Linked DNA regions of Canis lupus: region 2 is linked to region 1. Evidence: chromatin contacts called from public Hi-C data. All regions are on one chromosome and are shown on one strand. The core of a region is the stretch at or near the end of the contact, and the rest is flanking DNA. Distances in the headings are between cores, read along the strand shown. Region 1 has its middle 13 kb from the start of IL6ST. Region 2 overlaps ANKRD55 (ankyrin repeat domain-containing protein 55).

Evidence for each region. A called contact is a pair of places that touch in the nucleus more often than the background predicts.
Region 2: a contact with region 1 is called in a Hi-C map of blood, with 1.7 times the contacts expected there. The contact joins two enhancer-like sites. A contact is called at or near these places in 2 of 9 Hi-C or Micro-C datasets (amygdala and blood).

The regions. Positions count from the first base shown.
Region 1 is chr2:42,437,990-42,441,644 of UU_Cfam_GSD_1.0, forward strand. No RefSeq gene overlaps it. Among named protein-coding and RNA genes, the nearest start is that of IL6ST, 13 kb to the left of the region's middle. Within about 2 kb of position 1,527, at least 17 of the 20 cell types and tissues checked have an H3K27ac peak or open chromatin away from gene starts, as enhancers often do. A contact at or near this core is called in blood, where this site is marked.
Region 2 is chr2:42,565,822-42,569,795 of UU_Cfam_GSD_1.0, forward strand. It overlaps ANKRD55 (ankyrin repeat domain-containing protein 55), which reads right to left. Exons shown (of 12, transcript XM_038530627.1): 3 at 2,139-2,261. Among named protein-coding and RNA genes, the nearest start is that of ANKRD55, 52 kb to the right of the region's middle. Within about 2 kb of position 2,395, at least 2 of the 20 cell types and tissues checked have an H3K27ac peak or open chromatin away from gene starts, as enhancers often do. A contact at or near this core is called in blood, where this site is marked.

The sequences.
Region 1 (3,655 bases), core at 277-2,776:
AGGACCCTGAGCCTCAGTTTCCTTCTCTGTAAAGTGGATACTGAGACATTTTACTTCAAATGTATATAATAATCGACATTCACCCTAACATTTAACTGCAGTGCAAATGCCCTTGGGAAAACCTATAAATAAACTGAAAACACTGCAAGTCATAAATAAAAATGAGGACACTGTGCACATTTTTCATTACATAAGAAAATATGTCCGCAGTATTTAGAATATTCCAAATTACCTATGAGAAAACTAAACATGTTGTAGCACTGTCAATTATACAGACTTGAAAAGAGGGGAAAATTCCACCATGAAACTTACTCCCCTTTTCTCACACTTTCTCCATCCTGTAACTTTCTTCTTTCACTTGTAATTAAAAACAAGTGTTCAAAAACTATCCCCCGAAAGAAATAACTGGAAAACAGGATTTAACTTAGTATCCAGTTGGCTTTATAAACGTAGAGTTCTATTTACAGTTCAAAAATACTTCAAAATGGGAATTACCATGAATTTAAGAAATTAAGATAATGGCGAACAGCTCCTAGGATGATCTGAGTCAGGAATTTCAAATTAAGAGTTGTTCCAACTTGAAGCTGGCAGTCACACGGTCTAAAGGGTTTGTTTACAGCTCCGACTTAACCAAAGACTCCAATCTTTTAGAAGAGTCACCCTGGCATTCTAATCACTAATTATTTTAAAGCTTAGTGTAACTGCTGAAATGCCCATGACTACACAAATTAAGCCGAAATGGGTGTTCTGAAGTGGGGGGGGGGGGGGGAGGGGGGGACACGACAAAACCCCAACAACCTCCAAGTGGCAAGTCTTATTTCTAATCTGATATTTTTTTCATTTGGAGTTATGAATAAAATGCTGTTCATCTACTGAAAAACAGAACCTTGCCGCTTGGAATAACCTTTAAGCTTGGGGGAGGGGTGAAGTTTTAAAGATGGATTTGGTACTTTTCAGATACAGCGTTAAGGTGGGATTCTTTAAGGGCGGATACATGTGAGAGAGAAAAAGAAGAAAGAAGAGGCTGTGAGTTGAAAATGTTTGAATTAAGGTGAACTTTCAACAGGGTTGAGACATTATGATTTCAGGATGGAAAGATGGCTTTGCTGAGGAGCTGCTAACTTCCAGGGAGAAAGTGAAGAGTCAAGTGCGGGGCCGGCGGAATTGAAGGGGAGACGGAAAGGAGCGAAAAGTGGGGCCTGGGGGGCGTGGGCCTAAGAAGGGTGTGTGTGTGTGTGTGTGTGTGTGTGCGCGCGCGCGCGTGTGTACCGGAGAAATATAGGTGACAAAGTTGTGGGAATCAGATTCCGGGCTGTGTGAACACGGAATGGAAGGAGGAATGCGGGGGTTTCCAGGCTGGAACTAGCAAGCTGGGGACGCGCGGCGCTGGGGCGCCCCTCTCCCGCGGCAGGGCGGCCCCCTGGAGGGCCCGGCCCCAGGCCCGAACGCCCCGACCTAGCCCTCGTCCTCGCGCTACGCGGGCCTTCACTCGGTCGCGGCACCTCCTCACCTCAGGCCTCGGCGCTTCACTCAACCGCATCCGTACAACGCAGGACTCCCCCGGCGCCAGGCCGGGCCGGTCGGCCGCACAGTCGCGGCCTCCAGCTCAGCTGCGCCCGGGCGTTCCCCTCGCGGCTCCGCCGGCCTCTCAGCTCTCAGCTCCGGCTCCGGCTCGCTCCCGGTTCCTTCCCGCAGACGCGGCACGCGGCCCTCCTCCCACCGCGGGGCGCTGCGCCCCCTGACCCCGCCTCGCAGCGCCCTCGCCGCGCCCCGCCTCCGGATTTAGGGGCTGTATGCTGATTGGCTCCGGCGAGACCCGGCGCGCCCGGGCATTGGTCGGGAGGCCGCCCGACGGCGAAGGGGCGGGACTCCGGGCAGCTGCGATTCCCGTAACGCGGCTCCTGGCGTCCGGGATTCCGGCGGCTGCGCCCGCGTCGCCTTTCCTAGACCAGATCGAAGGGTTCCCCCCGCCTCTCCTCTGCGGGCGGAAGGAGCGGAATGTTCCATTTTTCCGTGGAATAACAGGCTCGTGAACTGAAGCCCGGTGCTTCCTACGCCCGCCGCCGTCCCGTCTCGCTGCGGTGCCCCGGGCCTGCCCTCGCGGCCTTCCCCGAGGGACCGCCGGCTCCCCTGGGGACAGGGCAGGCGTGGGAGTTTCTCAGGGAAAGTGAAGGACTCGATGGTCGTGACTCGACACGAGGTGACCGCAGACCGTGGCGGCGGCGGCCTCGGTGCGAGTCTACCATAAACGAACCTTGCCACGATATGTATTTCCAAGTTTGGCTGCGATTGATCGGTGAACCCCCCAGAGCTGGCGTGACCTGCCAAGAAACTAGTTCTTCCTTGCGGTTTGTACCTCTCAAGCTGTGATAAAAAAATACCTAGCAAAAACTAATTTCGTTACATGCCTCCCCCGCCTGAGAAATGGACCTTCAGGCTCGCTGTGATTTTTTTTTTTTTTTTTACTCCCCCACCGAGGGCATGGAGAAACTTGTAGGATAAGCCGTGTGCGCGTGCGCGTGCGCGTGTCAAGAAACACCCAGAGGCCAGGGCCTTTTGTGGAAGAACGGCAGGCCAGGCCGTAGGAGGGCAACAAGGGTTTAACAGACTTAGAACACATTATACCCCTAAATGAAAAATTACAAAGTTTGTCATTATATTGAGGATTCAGATGCAGAGAGAATAAAACACAGGACAAGTTACAATCTCTTAGTTGTTGATCAGATAATTTTGAAGAGACACGGAAAAGCAGATCTAGGGCTAAGGGACTCCCAAGCAAACCCGGCGACGGTGCTGTAAGAGACGCAGAGCTCCACCGTGTTCAGCTCTCGCTCCTCCCTGTCAGGCTACAGCTAACCTACAGGGTATGATGGAATTGTATCCTAGTCCTGCCATTTATAGGGGTGCTGAAAACAAACGTAGAAAAGATTTAAATTAAAATGTTTATTTAGAGCTAGCAAACATTTATTTAGAGGCAATGGATAGTGGTTAAGTGTACTTTCTGGTTCCAAATCACCTGAGTTGGCATCCTGTTGCTGCCATTTCCTGTGTCTGTGACAGTTGGTTGGCAAGTTATCTCAGTTTCTTTATCTGCAAAATCAGAATAATAGTACCGACCTAATAGGATTGCTGCAAAGGTGAAGTAAATTATATACCAGACATGAAGTGTTTGGTATACAGTAGGTGCTCAATATATGCCAACTGCTTTTGAATGTCTTCTATGTCGGTGCTTCCCAAACCTTTTGCGTTGACGCATATATTGAAAATGATGATATTTCACTGGTACAGGGAATAAAGATGGAAGGAATCAATATCTCATAGCACACTAGTCTGCCTTGTGCACTGGTCAAGAGAGCAAAAGACTGAGTCCTTTCGTGGGTATCTCTGTATTGGCTTAAACCAGCCCTAATGTCTCAGAAACTCACATTTTATGGGGATGGTTGAAGTCCTGGGCTAAAAGAATAGATCAATATTGGAGAAAGATTTTTCAAAACAGGAAGAGCCTCCTTCCCTTCCCGGGCTGGAATTCCATGACTTTGCAGACACCTCTTTAGGGTATTGGCCCTGCAATGACCACTTTTTGGTTAAGGATTTGTCAGGAGAAAACTCTGTCAAAATGCAACAATAAGTGGAAAAAGTGACATAGCCATCGAGA
Region 2 (3,974 bases), core at 1,145-3,644, 130 kb after region 1:
ATAAAACATTTTATATACATTTATGAAACATTTTGCTGTCATTATAAGGGACTCCCAGCTCTTATTGGTACAAGTACACTGGTTAAAAATCGTTAATGACTTTCCACAAGTACTAGGACAGAAAAAACAATGAGAGAACTTTTGTTACAGTCCCACGGGTTCTTGATATTCTTTTTTTTTTTTTAAAGCCCATTTTCTTTCAATTGTTCATTCAGACTGGCTGATTCCTGTCATTCTATTTTCAAGTTTCTTGATCCTTTCCTCTGCTTCCTCATTCTGCTGCTGAGCTTATCTATTGAATTTTTTTTAAATTTTTATTTATTTATGATAGTCACAGAGAGAGAGAGAGAGGCAGAGACACAGGCAGAGGGAGAAGCAGGCTCCATGCACTGGGAGCCCGACGTGGGATTCGATTCCAGGTCTCCAGAATCGCGCCCTGGGCCAAAGGCAGGCGCCAAACCTCTGCGCCACCCAGGGATCCCATCTATTGAATTTTTAATTATAATTATTGTATTTCTTAGTTTCAAAATACTCCAATTTGTTCTTCTTTATGTCTGTTATTTCTTTGTTGAGGATTCCTTTTTTTTCATTTGGTTCAAGCACATTTGTAATTGCTCGTCGAAGCATTTCTTTTTTCATAGCCTCTTCAAAATCTTTCAGATAATTCTAACATCTGTTATTTCAGTATTGGCAGGTATTGTCTTTTTTCATTCATTCCTGTTTCTTTTTTTTTTAAATAATAAATTTATTTTTTATTGGTGTTCAATTTGCCAACATACAGAATAACACCCAGTGCTCCTTGATATGACAAATGATTTGCTATTGAAACCTGGACATTTGGGGGTATTGTGTGGAGTTGCCTAATCTTACTTAAACCTTCTATTTTATCTGACATTCTCTGACACTGCTCCAAAGGGGAAGTAGGGGTGCATGTGTCACCTTATTATTGCTAGGTGGGATCAGAAGTTCAGGTGCCCTATTTGGCTACCATTGACATCTAAGGGAGAAGACTCTTCATTACTGGGTGGTGGTGAAAATACTAATTTGTAGAAAGGCTTCCTCTGACACCACCCCGACAGGTATGGGGATGGAGGCTCAGTAGTTGGAGTGGAGGTCCAAGATCTCTACTTGGTCTTTGTTGGAATGGTAGGGCTAGGACCATAAGTTTTTATTTGCTTGTTTGTATTTGTGTGATGTTTGGTTGGAGCGGACTCATTATTGTCTAAAAGTTTTCGGTCTTGCTATGTGGTCCCATTCCTGGTTCTTTGGCTAGAGAGCAGGCTTTTGTTGGGGGCTGTGTGTGTGTGTGTGTGTGTGTGTGACTATTGGCCTTTCTGAGCTGTTAGATTCTTCAACTCCAAGTACGAGATATAAGAAGCAATAAAAAAAACCGAGGAAACTTACCAACATGTCATTCCTTAGGTCCCATGGTCCTAGCCAGTCTGTCATTTTCTTTCCACTTTCCAGTGTGTTCTTATGTTTATATTATATACAACATCCAAGATTTTTAGTTATATTTAGCAGTAGGAACAGTACATCTACTCCACCTTCTGAGAAGCAAATCTTTGCTTTCTGGCTTTAATAGTAACACTTTCCCAACATCCAATGCTACCAAAAATAGCCCTCTTTCCATACTTCTTTTTTTAACTACTTGGCCTATCTACTTTAGTCATTCATACAAAGAAGTTGAAAGAAAACCAAACCAACTGGCTTCATTATACAAGGTGATATAGAAGAATTAGAAGATTTATGTCCAAGACCATGGTTTAAAAAACTACTAAGAGGGGATCCCTGGGTGGCTCAGTGGTTTAGCGCCTGCCTTTGGCCCAGGGTGTGATCCTGGAGTCCTGGGATCGAGTCCTGCATCGGGCTTCCTGCACGGAGCCTGCTTCTCCCTCTGCCTGTGTCTCTGCTCCCCTCTCTCTCTCTCTGTCTCTCATGAATAAATAAATCTTAAAAAAAAAAAAAAACTACTAAGGGACCTTCAGCCTCAGGCAGGATACTCCTTGGCCCTCTAGTATCAAAATGATTTGTCATATGCAATTTTATAAATATTGCTCACCTCTGAAGGCCATCTCTAAAAGAATAGAGCAGAACCTTCAGGAACCTGCAGGATTCAAAATGCATAAATAGCTCACCTTCACTGTCACAGCATTCCAGGATGGAAGGGTCTTCCCGAATTACTGAAGTCAGAGCATTGACATCTCCATTAGAAGCTGCTTGATAAACCATAGTCAGGTCAACTTCCTCAGATGAGTCACCTTCATGAATCAAACAGAGATACTCTTAGTGTGTGTACCAAATTCGCTGAAAGAATAACACCCATAACATCACCCATACAAGTGACTCATGACTTCTCTGATGAATCTGGGCAGGAGGCTGAGTCATCCTCCTCACAAGCACCCTAAATGCTTCTTAAGAAAGGTGGACCCCTGTGGGCCATGTTGTAACATCACCATTTATTACGAAGAAATTGGAAGGACTAGATGTCCTCTGAGATTTTATGAATCTGTGTAGGCTTTCAGGCTACTCAAAATTGGTGAGACCAGAGTGGAAAATGGGACCCTTATGTTGGTTTTAGGTTTCCCTCTTTGGTCTGAAATATATTAAACTTTTCCTCTCAGTGACTCAGTTTACTTAACTCTGATAGAGATATTGCGTTATTTTCTGTTCTCCTGATGTATTCTCCACCCTATTCCCTCCTGCTGTGTACTAGTAGGAACTTTGGCTGCATTATTTGTTTAGTAAACAGACTGAAAGAGGTGATAGGCCTTTTCTGTTCTTAACTGGTCAGTGTCATGTTGAGGTCTATGGCCTGCAGATTTAATGGGCTCTCAGTGGCTGGAGAACACTCAGAGAGACCAGGATAGATCCCATTTGTGTCACCTGAGGAACAACTGAAGAAATAGATGTGTTAACTCCAGAGATTATTCTATGGGACCATGATAGCAGCAGCCTTCAGATATTTGAAGACCCCTTTTTTTTTTTAATTAAAAACTTGTAATGAAATGTATACAACATAAACTTTACCATTTCAACCCTTTTTAAGTATATAGTTCAGGGGCATTTTATACAATCACCTTGTTGTGCAATCATCACCATCAATCATTTCCAGAACTCTTTATCTTCCAGAGCTCAAACTCTGTACCTACTAGATAGTAACTGTCCATTATTCCCTCCTACAGTCCCTAGAAATCACTATACCACTTTCAGCCTCTATGAATTTGACTACTCTAAGGAATGTTATGTAAGTGGAATTAACAGTGTGCTTTGGTCTTATTTTACTTAGCATAATGTCCTAAGGTTCATTCATGTTGTGGCATTTGTCACAATTTCATTCCTTTTTAAGGTTGAATAATATCCTATTGTATGTTTATACCACATGTGGTTTATCTATTCATCCAGTGATAGATACTTGGGCTGTTTCTACCTTTTGTCAATTTTGAATAATGTTATCATGAACATGGTACTCAAAAACTGCTTTGAGCTTGGAGGAATGCCTCGATGGCTCAGTGATTGAGCATCTGCCTTTGGCCCAGGGTGTGATCCCGGGATCCTGGATTGAGTCCCACATCAGCCTCCTTGTAGGGAGCCTGCTTCTCCCTCAGCCTGTGTCTCTGTCTCTCTCTCTCTTTCTGTCTCTCATGAATAAATAAATTAAAAAAAAAACTGCTTTGATACCCTGCTTTTAATTCTTTTTGCTATAAACTTAAAAGTGGAATTCCTGGATCATACAATAATAATAAATAATTCTATTTTTAATTGTTTAAGAGCCACCAAAATGTTTCCCATAGCAGTTGCACCATTTTATATTCCTGCCAACAGCACATGAGGGTTCCAATATTTCCATGTCCTTACAGATACTTGTTATTTCCTGTTATTGTTTCATGTGTTTGTTCTAATAATAGGTGGTAGTTTAATAGATGTGAAGTGGTATCTCATGGTTTTGATTCCCATGGCTCAATGATTAGGCA